Linked DNA regions of Capra hircus: region 2 is linked to region 1. Evidence: chromatin contacts called from public Hi-C data. All regions are on one chromosome and are shown on one strand. The core of a region is the stretch at or near the end of the contact, and the rest is flanking DNA. Distances in the headings are between cores, read along the strand shown.

Region 1 (5,950 bases), core at 2,169-4,668:
AGTCAAGGCTATGATTTTTCCAGTAGTCATGTATGGATATGACAGTTGGATCATAAAGAAAGCTGAGCACTGAAGAATTGATGCTTTTGAACTGTGGTGTTGGAGAAGATTCTTGAGAGTCCCTTGGACTGCAAGGAGATCCAACCAGTCCATCCTAAAGGAGATCAGTCCGGAATGCTTATTGGAAGGACTGATGCTGAAGCTGAAACTCCAATACTTTGGCCACCTGATGCAAAGAGCTGACTCATTTGAAAAGACCCTGATGCTGGGAGGGATTGAAGGCGGGAAGAAAAGGGGATGACAGAGGATGAGATGGTTGGATGGCATCAGCGACTCCATGAACATGAGTTTGAGTAAACACCAGGAGTTGGTGATGGACAGGGAGGCCTGGCGTGCAGCAGTCCATGGGGTCGCAAAGAGACCACTGAGCAACCGAACTGAACTGAACTCCTGTCCCCGGGTGAGGAGAGTCCTTTATCCAATCAGTGCTGCCCTGAGTCACTAGAGGGTGCTGTTCTCTCCACCCCTCTTCACCACACTCACTCCAGGATCCTGAGCCTTCCACACTAAGGTGAAGGACTAGGAGATTTGCACTAAGGAGTGACCTCGATTCTGGACGGAGTGGCCCAGGAGAGAGGGTCACAGTCGGGGTAGGGAGGCTGTCCTACTTCTTCCAGTGCTTGATTTCCCAGGCTCGGCAGTAGTGCTGCAGAAAGGTGTTGATGTGGTCCCCTAGGATCACCAGGCTCTGCTTCATGTACTTCAGTTTTTTCTTCTGCGGAAGGTCCTTTGGCAGGTGCAGCTTTCGCAGGAACTTCTTCAGTGGCCTTAGATATTCTTTACACTGAGGAGGCAACAGGGGAAGTGAGGGGCCATAGGAGAAAGAAGAGAAAGTGGGACAGCCTCACATAGCCAACAGGTGGCCCAGCTGCAGCCCTTCCCACCCAGTGTTATGTGAGAAGGCCACTTCCTTCCCAGGAGGGTGTCCAGTGGGGCCGTGAACTATGGATCTGAGGCCTGCCAGCTTCTGACCCAGATCTCCTGACCTGTGGGGAACAGGGTACAAGCCCCAGGCTGGCCCCTTACTCACAATTTTGAAGGTGTCCCGGTCAAGGCCCTTGGCATGGCGCACAAGGGAGTCTTTGGCTGGGGCGGTATTGGAGCTCTTCTCTAAGCTGGGTGCATTCGGCCCCTGGAGGAAACAGGGGCAGCAGTCAGCTGGGGCCTAGGGCTACTGCTCCTGAGAGGCAGTGCTGGGCAAGCACTGATCCAGACGCCAGCCAAAGCCCCTCTCCATTTTCCCAGTGACCTCCTCCTTGACCCAGCTCTCAGGCCAGTGAGCCCTTGGCAAAGGAAACCCATCTCTGAGAATCCCTGCTTAGAAAACCAAGACCACCTAATCCATTTCTTGTACAATATTATAGCTCTGTATACTAACTAACTTTGCAAAGCACTTAACTCTTTTTCTTTTGGATCATAAAGAAAGCTGAGCGCCAAAGAATTGCTGCTTTTGAACTGTGGTGTTGGAGAAGACTCTTGAGAGAGTCTCTTGGACTGCAAGGATATCCAACCAGTCCATCCTAAAGGAGATCAGTCCTGAATATTCATTAGAAGGACTCATGCTGAAGCTGAAGCTCCAATAACTTTGGCCACCTGATGGGAAAAACTGACTCATTGGAAAAGACCCTGATGCTGGGAAAGATTGAAGGCAGGAGGAGAAGGGGACGACAGAGGATGAGATGGTTGGATGGCATCACCGACTCAATGGACATGGGTTTGGGTAGATTCTGGCAGTTGGTGATGGACAGGGAAGCCTGGTGTGCTGCAGTGCATGGGGTCGCAAAGAGTTGGACACAACTGAGCGACTGAACTGAACTCTTTCTGTGTATGGTTAACTTCTTTGTTTTGAGTAGAGGACTGCACTGGGGCTTCATTGTGGCTTGTGGGCTTTCCCTCTAGTTGCAGAGCTTGGGTTCTCTAGTTGCAGTGAGTATGCTTAGTTACTTCACAGCATATGCGATCTTAGTTCCCCAACCAGAGATGGAACCTGGGTCCCCTGCATTGGAGGGTGGATTCTTTTTTTAAATTTTTTTTAAATTTATTTACTTTTTTGACCATAGTGGGTCTTCATTGCTGCACGTGGGCTTTGTTTAGTTGTGGCAAGCAGGAGCCACTCTTTGCGGTGGTATGAAGGCTTCTCTTTGCAATGGCTTCCCTTGTGGAGCATGGCTCTAGGGCTTGCAGGCTTCATAGGCTCAGGGGCTTAGTTGCTCTGAGGCATGTGGGATATTCCTGGACCAAGGATGGAACCTATGTCCCCTGATTTGCAAGGAGGATTCTTAACCACTGGACCTTCAAGGAAGTACCAACATTAACTCATTTTATTCTGCCACAGATTTTGTAAGGCTAGAACTCTTTATTTTTGGTTACAGATGAGCAGAGGGTACCCGAGATGCTTAAGTAACTCCTTGGGGGAAAGGATCATCATTCATTTACTTGCTCATTCAACAAACACTTATTGAGTTCCTAAATCCCAGGCCCAGTTCTTTGTATCCCTAATCTTTAGCTTCTTGCCAGACTAACAGGCACTCAGGAAAGTGGGTGACAGTAATGGTGATGATGAGAAAGATCTTGCTGGCGGCAAGCTGGAGCAAAAGAAACTGAAAATGAATCACAATGAGGTGACTTCAGAATAACACTTGAAGTCAGAGCACAGGATTAGATTGACATGAGATTTACACCTGCCTTTTAAAAAGCCTCCCAGAAAAGGGAGCGTGGGGACTTCCCTGGCAGCGTAGTGGTTAAGACTCCAAGTTTCCACTGCAGGGGACACAGGTTCAATCCTTGGTCAAAGAACTAAGATCCTGCGTGCCTCACCGGGGAGCCGAAACACAAGAGAGCATGAAGTCCTGCCTGTGTTCAGGGGGTACAGGGAAATTTCAGGGAAAGGGCCGGAGAAAGATGCAGAGAGAATAGGACACAGGCTCCTCCAGACTCCAGAGCGAGGGAACCCTGGCTGGTCAGTTGGATAAACACTCCATATAAACCAGACAGACGATGACCCATGCACACACACACACACACACCAGCCTGTGAGTGTTATAACTGACAATCGTCTTGCCAGGAATCTCCCCCATCATCTTGCCAGGTATCTATGTCCTGGATAAACATCTGTCTGGATGAGTTAACCTTCTCTTGTTCTTTCAGTCCCTTAGTGGTGAACCTCACCATTTCCCGCCCCCACCCCCACCCCACCCCCGACCCCCCGCTCCCCGTCTTCTTCCTTGACGCTCCTCTTCTCTGCCTTCCCAAGCCAGCCCCTGAGGTCCTCCTTTCCTTCCCCCCTCACACCCCTAGCCCCACTTGACCTGCTCTAGAGGCTCCTCCCTTTCGTCCGCCTGCCCATTAGAGGCTTCCATCTCAACAGGAGCGCTGATGGGCTCCACAGCGGCACTCCCCGGGTCCCCTCAGGCTTCCCACCTCCTGCTTCTGGGCCCCCAGTGACTCAGGGAGTGGCACTCGGAACTCGGGGCAAAACCATGGCAACGGCCAACACAGAGCCCAGCGCCCCTCCCCCACGCGGCCTGGGTTCCCCCGGGTGCCCCGGAGCCCGCCCTGCAAGCCAGCAGCTTGGGCCAGGCGCACCCCAGACTTTGTCGGGGCTCACAGCTGCCCAGGAGGGGCGGGCACCCCTTCTCCAAAGAGCACTGTCGGGTGCTGTCGATTTTGAACTTGGGTAAAGCTTTAGGAATAATTCTCCTGCCTGCGTACCATTCAAGCCCCCTCGGTTTCAGAGTGGGCTCGCCTGTGGGCTCCCCGCCACCCCCGCCCCCCAGAGGAGAGCGAGAAGAGGTTTCGTAGCCGTCCTTTTCGGACCGGGGACAATGGGGTAGAGGATGTAGGGAGAACGTTGCATCCTCAAGCTCTCCCGGGATGCATCTTCTCTTCCATTGTCCGTAGCCTCCAGGAGGGAAGGAACCCACTGTGTTGGGTTGTGGGTGGATGGTGGTGGTGCTTTTAGGGAGTATACGAAAATACCAGCCACCCTCGTACCTCTTCCCCGGGGTAGGTCCCAGGGCTGGTGGTGGTTTAGTCTCTCAGTCGTGTCCGATACTTGTGACCCCATGGACTGTTGCTCGCCAGGTTCCTTGTCCATGGGATTCTCCAGGCAAGAATACTGGAGTGGGTTGCCATTTCCTTCTGGAAGGGATCTTCCTGACCCAGGGATCGAACCCAGGTCTCTTACGTCTCCTGCATTGCAGCTGGATTCTTTACCGACCGTGCCACGAGGGAAGCCCCGGGATCACGGCTGGGAAGCCCCAGGTCTCAGTCGTGATCCCATTTCCTGGAACCACCAGCCGAGAAGCACAGAATCCCCGTTATTTGCCTTGGGTCCGCCGCCACGAGGGGCGGCGCCGAGGTTCGGGTAGGAGTCCGGCCGGCCTGGCTTTTCCCTCCTGCGTCGCCCTCGGGGGAAGCCAGGCGCAGGCGTAGAGGGGGCTGGCGGGGTCCGCGCGTCTCCCCGGCCGGCTTGTCCTGGAGGCGCTCCGGGGCGCGGGGCCACGCCGCCCCTCGTCTCTAACGCGGCCCCTTGCATCCACATCAGCTCGCCGGGCGGGTCAGGGCGGTGGTAAGACTGCCGCCCCGGTCCCCTCACCTAACCAGCATCTTCTTCTTTGGATCGCTGGACACCCTCTCCTGGCCGGTCCCTTCCTGTTTTCTGGGCCCGGGTCCCGTTTTCTCCACCCCGTTCTGTCCTCTCCCCCGCCTTCGACAGCAGGAGTCAGCGTGCAGTCTGCAGACACTTGCTGCCGCACGGTCTTCCCAGGCCTCTCTCTCGCCATCTGGCGGCGGTACCTGCGACTGACAGGAATATTTAACTAGAAGTTGTAGGCTTCCCGGGTGGCTCAGATGGTCAAGAATCTGCCTGCAATGAGGGAGTCCCAGGCTCGATCCCTGGGTCGGAAAGATCGCCTGGAGAAGGAAATGGCAACTCACTCCAATATTCTTTGCCTGTAGCATCCCATAGACAGAGGAGCCTGGTGGGCCACAGTCCATGGGGTTGCAAAGTGTCGGACGCAACTGAGCGACTGCGCTTTGACTTTCCTAGAGGACAAGGTGGGTTTGTTTCCAAACTGGAAAGAGTGTTCTCTGAACATTAATTCAAGATTATTTTTCGGCTGTTTTAAGAAGGGTAATTATATTGGCAAGAGTGAGGGGAAGAGGAAATCTTTGGCACACTTCTATTGGGAGTGGTAATTAGTTTTTTTAAAAAAATGTATTACAAAATGTAATACATTTTTTTTTTAATAGGCATTTGCTTTGACCCATAAATTCTGAAAGTGTAGGCGCTTGGTCATGTCTGACTCTTTGAGACTCCATGGACTGTAGCCTGCCAGGCTCCTCTGTCCATGGAATTCTCTCCAGGCAAGAATACTGGAGTGGATTGTCATTTCCTTCTCCAGGAGACCTTCCCAACCCAGGAGTCAAGCCTGTGTCTCCCCCATTGCAGGCAGATTCTTTCCCATATCTACTTAGAGGAATTAGCCCTATGGAGAGAAGATGTAGGAGAAGGAAATGGCAACCCACTCCAGTATTCTTGCCTGGAGAATCCTGTGGACAGAGGAGCCTGGAGGGCTGCTGTCCAGAGGGTCGCACAGAGTCGGGCACGACTGAAGCGACTTAGGAGCAGCAGCAGCAGCAGAGAAGATGTAAATGAGGAAAGTTATGGGGGTAGCAGTTTGGAAACAGCTGTCATGGATAGGAAAGGGTAAATAAACTGTGGCATATCAATACTTTAAAAAATACTACTCTAATATTAAAGTTAAAGTTCATTAAAAAATACTTCACTACTAAAATAGTACTGATTATTAAAATACATGTCTGATTCTGTGACTCCATGGACTATAGCCCACCAGCCTCCTCTGTCCATGGAATTCTCCAGGCAAGA
Region 2 (5,806 bases), core at 822-3,321, 300 kb after region 1:
GATGTGGATGGGGTCAGGTTGAGCCCCTGAAAATTGTGGAAACTCGGCATGGCCTCAGCCTCCACACAACTCACAGGAGAAGTCTGGGTGGGCAATAGTGATGTCCTTAGTGGGGGAATTAGTACTGATGCCAGAGAACATGGGATTCAAATCACTGACCTCTGTTCTTCCCTGTTAGGTGCGGACTTTCTGGGACACTTCCGATTCAAACCAGCAGTGGTCACAACTGTTGAGAGATGCAAGGGATGCTTCAGAGTATTGGATCAGTGGGAAAACATTGGATTTTGGTGTGAGTTCTGTTAGGAGGCTGGAGGCAGGGGCAGCTGCATGCTGGGGCAGGTAGGCAACCAGAGGGGCAGTGCCACTTCAGCACTGAGGACTGGACAGCACCCTCAACAGCCTGGCAAAGCCAAAGGAGTGCCGGCTAGTCACTCCAGCCCAACCCCAGCCCACTGAGGCTGGCAGTGGAACCCTTTTAGAGGGGCCTGAGCTCCAAGACCTCAGCCTCCAGGAACTTGGAGCCTGGAACCTTGGCTTATGGGGTTGGGACCAGAGCTCCAAAAGAATTATAGACTCTAGATATCACATAAACAACCCTTTGTAGCACTGCAGATCACAAATCTTTTTACAGTCACCCCTCTGCCTTGCAATAGCTCAGGAAAGTCGGAACATCTACTCTAACAGACGAGGGAGCTCAGATAGGGTAGCCAGTCTCTCCAAGTCACACAGCCAGCAAGGGGTCTGAGCTAAGACTTGAAGGGCTGCTTGGGAATGTAGCAGATTCATCCCTACAGACTATGACAGTGGAGCGGGGCCCTTGTAGTAAGGAGATCCTGAGGGCTGATGGATCAACGCAAAGGGGTTAGGGTTAGGATTAGGGGGTGAGGGTGACTTATGACCCCAAGACAGCACCGCACATGTGGAGTGGGAAGCCTGGTAAAGCTGGACAGTGCTTGGAAGAGGAGCAGGGCTCCCAATAAAATATGACTTTGTCTATTCCTAAAGCCCAAGGTGGCATTCAAGCCCTTTTCTGGACCAGGATCTCCACCTTTGGGCCAGAGGTCACTCATCTGTTCCCTGGCCAATCAGTTCCACCCAGGGATTCTCCCTCCTGCCTTCACTCTAAGCCTTAAGCTACCAGAGACAGTGGCTGCTAATCCCTGGGTGTTCCCAGCCCAGCGTCTGGGAAGCACTGGGCCCACAGTTAGAGCTCAATAAACATTTGTCACTGGCCAAGGCTTGTCTTCCTTTCCTGTGAGAAAAATGGCTGGGAAGAGCACCTGTGTGTCACGTGGTCTAGCTGAGTCTGGTTTGGCCAGTGTGTGGACTTCTCATTTGCTGTGCTTAGTCGCTCAGTCATGCCTGACTTTTTGCCATGCCATGGACTGTGGCCCGCCAGGCTCCTCTGTCCATGGGGATTCTCCAGGCCAGAATACTGGGGTGGGTACCCTTTCCCTTCTTCAGGGGATCTTCCCAACCCAGGGATGGAACCCAGGTCTCCCACATTGCGGGCGGATTCTTTTGCAGCTGAGCCACCAGGGAAGCCCAAATGAGATGTGTGGGGAGAACCCAATACCCATGCAATACTGAGAAAGTCCAAGGCAGAAGATAAGGGCATTTAGCCCCACCTATTCTCTTTAGGCATATGCAGCGCAACAGAGCCGGAGAGTGACAATGAGTTGCTGAAAGTCACATAGCCGCGTAGGGACAGGCACAGGGCTATATAACAAGTTCTTCCACGACGTGACCTAATCAGGGAGTGAAAGTCGCTCAAGTTGTGTCCGACTCTGCGATCCCATGGACTATATACAGTCCGTGAAATTCTCCAGGCCAGAATACTGGAGTGGGTAGCCGTTCCCTTCTCCAGGGGATCGTCCCAACCCAGGGATCGAACCCAGGTCTCCCTCATTGCGGGCGGATTGTTTACCAACTGAGCCTCAAGCCTAATCAGGGACTACCCCTGACAATGGGCTCTGGATGAGTATCGAGTGCATCGACTTTCTACTTCTCAGGCCTGGAACGATGAGTGGGATCAATCGATTGCTTTTGACGACCAGTAAGTGCTGCGCGCTGATTGGTCCTGGATGAGGAAACGGAAGAAAGGGCGTGCACGTGGGGCTCCGCGGCCCGGGGCTGGCACGCAGACTGGGGGCGCGTCCCGGGAGAGACCATGGCGTCGCTCAGCTGCGGTACCGCCGTCTGCGTTGTCTGTTTGGAGAAACCCAAATACCGCTGCCCCGCCTGCCGCGTGCCCTAGTGAGTGCCGGGGGTCGCGGGGAAGGGGGCGGGCGGCGGGAAGCTCCGCGCCTCCCTCGGGACTGACGCAGCCTGTGGCCTTGTTTTTGCAGCTGCTCCTTGCCCTGCTTCCGGAAGCACAAAGGTAAGGCCCCCTTCTTCGTGGACCGCAGCAATGCCGCTGCGGTCTCGGGAACGTGAATCCCGGGGCCCGGCTATCAGCCTATCAGCCTTGCAACGCCCGACCCTGGGGACCGCCTCCCACCCACCGTGGGCAGACGGATACCTCTTCCTGCGAATGCGCCTCCACTTTACGGACAATAAAAAACCTTTCCTCTGCTCCACTTTCCTTTCTGCGTGCCATCTTTTTTTTTTAAACAGTCTTTGGTTTTTGCCCCAGAAGCCTCTCCTAGCTGTGCCTTCCTCTTAGTTTTCAGCTCCGCGTTCTTTGGCAGAAGCTGCTCGTTAACGACGTTTTCTTTAAGTGATGTCTTCATAGAAACGGGGAGGTAACACCAGTTTACTCTAAGGAGCAGCGTCCCTGGCTCTCACTGTTACCAAGTCTGCATTTTATGTCTTTTTCTATCGGCGCCTCTTCTCGGTCTTCAGGGACCCTTTCCCACGCCCTCTTTCTCTCAGTGACTTTTCTGCTAAGAGTTCCTCACTGGTGGTTTGCCTGTAGTTTTATCCCTTCCAGTCTCTGATTTTACAGCTGTTGGTTTCGCGCACCACCGTCCCCGCTCCAGCTTTTTAAAAAATCCTAATGTCTTTGGAGCACTTTGAAAAAAAAACACCTTTCGGCTCAAGATAGGAACGAAGTAGAACTGCTTTGCTGGAATAGTTTGGGAGCTGTGTCTGGAATGCTTCTGTCTGGTCCTGCAGCCCTGTGAGGCCCCTGCCAAGACCCCCTAGCGCAATCTGGGTAATTTTTCTGATATACAGATTTGCGCAGTTCACTCCTGTGTTGAGAGTCTTCCTTGGTGGCTCAGGTGGTAAAGCGTCTGCCTGCAATGCGGGAGACCCGGGTTCGATCCCTGGGCTGGGAAGATCTCCTGGAGAAGGAAACGGCAACCCACTCCAGTACTCTTGCCTGGAGAATCCCACGGGCAGAGAAGCCTGGTAGGCTACAGTTCATGGGGTTGCAAAGAGTCGGACACAACTGAGTGACTTCACTTTCACTTTCTCCTGTGTTGAAAACTCCAGCCTCTCGGTTAGTGTGTTTTTTTGAGGGGCGAGGGGAACGCTGCGTTGGTTCTTGTTTGCTGCTAAGGGACTTTGTCTAGTTGCGGTGCGGGGGGAGGGGGGCAGCGTTGCGGGGGTTGGGGGGGTCCTTCACTTTAGTTACAGTGCTTGGGCTTATCATGCAGTGGCTTCTCTTGTTGCGGAGCACTGGCTCTAGGGTACATGGGCTCAGTAATTGTGGCCCACAGGCTATGGCACGTGGCATCTTCTCAGACCAGGGATTGAACTGGTATCGAAGCACTGGACCACAGGGAAACTCTGCTTGCTTTGTTCTTATTAAAAAAAATTTTTTTTAAATTGAAGTATAGTTGATTTACAGTGTTTCAGGTATACAGCAAAGTGATTCAGTGATCTGTATCCTTTTTTGGTTCTTTTTCATTATAAGTTATTACAAGGTAATGAATATAGTTCCCTATGATATACTTTCCTTGGTGGTTCAGTGGTAAAGAATCTGCCTGCCAATGCAGGAGACACGGGTTAATTCCTTGAGCTGGGAAGATCTGCTGGAGAAGGACATGGCAACCCACTCCAGTATTCTTGCCTGGGACATCCCATGGACAGAGAAGCCTGGAGGGCTACAATCCATGGGGTCACAAGAGTCAGCTACCACTTAGCAACTAAATGAAACAATAATATATTTTAGGCCCATGTTGTTTATCTGTTTTGTACATGGTAGTGTGTTTCTGTTAATCCCATATTCCTAATTTATCCTTCTTCATCCCTTCTCCTTTGGACCCATAAATTTTTTTAGAGAATCTTCGTACCGTTTTCCATAGTGGCTATACCAATTTACATTCCTACCAACCGCGTAGGAGGGTTTCCTTTTTTTTTTGAAGGAGTTCCTTTTTTCCACACACTCTGCAGCATTTATTATTTGTAGATTCTTTTTTTTTTTTTTTTGCTTACTGAATTATTATAAGGTGAACACCACCCATGTCAGGAAAATAGAACTTGGACTTCCTGGTGGTTCAGTGGATAAGAACCTGCCTGTGAATGCAGGGGACACAGGTTCTACCCCTCGGAGCTTCTAAGCCCATGCACCACAACTACTGAGCCCACATTCTAGAACCTCTGCTCTGCAACAAGAGAAACCACTGCAGTGAGAAGCCCGTGCATTGAAAGAGCAGCCCCTGTCTGTTGCAACTGGAGAAAGTCTGTGTGTAGCAATAAAGACCCGGTGCAACCAAAATAAAATAAAAATAAATTATATATTTTTAAAAATATTAAAAAAACTGCCTGCCTGTCAGTGCAGGGCCAGTGTGTTCCATCCCTGGTCTCTGAAGTTTCCATATGCCTCGGGGCAGCTAAGCCCGCATGCCACAGCTGCTGAAGCCTGTGCCCCTAGAACCTGTGCTTTGCAGCAGGAGAGTAGCCCCCACTTGGTGCAAGGAGAGAGAAGCCCTTGGAGCAAGAAAGACCCAGCACATCCAAAAATAAAAAAAAAATTTTAAAAGAAAATAGAACTTTGCCATCCACTCCAGAAACCCCTCCACATGCCCTGTCCTGACCCACTGTTCTCACTTCCTGTAAATGACCACTCTGTTGAACTTTATAGCAATCACGTCTTTGCTTTTTCAGTTTTATTATGCAAGTATGTATCCTGAAAGAGTATTGTTTCATCTTGTTCTCAGTTCCCTGACCAGGGATTGAACCTAACCTAACCAAGTCCCAACCACTGGACTGCCAGGGAATTACCCCCAAGTGTGATATTTCTTCTAAGTCTCTCTCAATTTGTAAATTGCTCCTCCATCTTCTGTTATTACCTTTTTTAAAAAACAATTTCTCTGTGGAAGAATTCAAGCCATTTGACTTGCAGAGTTCCCCACAGTCTGGGTTTTGCGGACTGCAAACTCATGCTGCGGTTAGGCATACTCCTCAGTCCTCTATTTCTTACAAATTGACAGATTAGAGACTGGATCAGAGCTCAGGGTCAGTCTCTGGCAAAACTACAGGTGGTCTTAGGCACAGCTATAGATGGTGCATAGTGTCTGGTGATCTTTTTTTTTTAATTGAAGTATAGGTGATTTACAGTGTTACTAGTCTCTGTACAGCAGTGACTCAGTTATGTACATACATAGCATTCTTCTTTCTTTATATTCTTTTCTATTGTGGTTTATCATAGGATACTGACTGTAGTTGCCTGTGCTATATAGTAGGACCTTCTTGTTCATCCATTCTCCTAGTATTTTGCATCTGCTAACCCAAACCTCCTGCTTCATCCCTCCCCCAGTCCCCTCCCCCTTGGCAGCTACCAGTCTGTTCTCTGTCCAGGAGTGTGCTGCTGTTTCATAGGCTCATCTGTGTCATTTTAGATTCCACATTAAGGTGG

What was found. Hi-C and Micro-C count contacts between places; a contact is called where the count stands out from the background.
Region 2: a contact with region 1 is called in a Hi-C map of blood, with 2.3 times the contacts expected there. The contact joins the promoter of ZNHIT3 here to the promoter of C19H17orf64 in region 1. A contact is called at or near these places in 2 of 5 Hi-C or Micro-C datasets (both in blood).

What each region holds. Positions count from the first base shown.
Region 1 is chr19:12,174,601-12,180,550 of ARS1.2, forward strand. C19H17orf64 reads right to left here and starts at 3,419. Exons shown (of 6, transcript XM_018064063.1): 1 at 3,369-3,419; 2 at 1,091-1,192; 3 at 669-844. The coding sequence starts at 3,419.
Region 2 is chr19:12,476,158-12,481,963 of ARS1.2, forward strand. It overlaps ZNHIT3 (zinc finger HIT domain-containing protein 3), which reads left to right and starts at 2,072. Exons shown (of 5, transcript XM_005693150.3): 1 at 2,072-2,256; 2 at 2,349-2,380. The coding sequence starts at 2,171. LOC108638225 (a long non-coding RNA gene) reads left to right here. Exons shown (of 3, transcript XR_001919654.1): 3 at 179-1,207.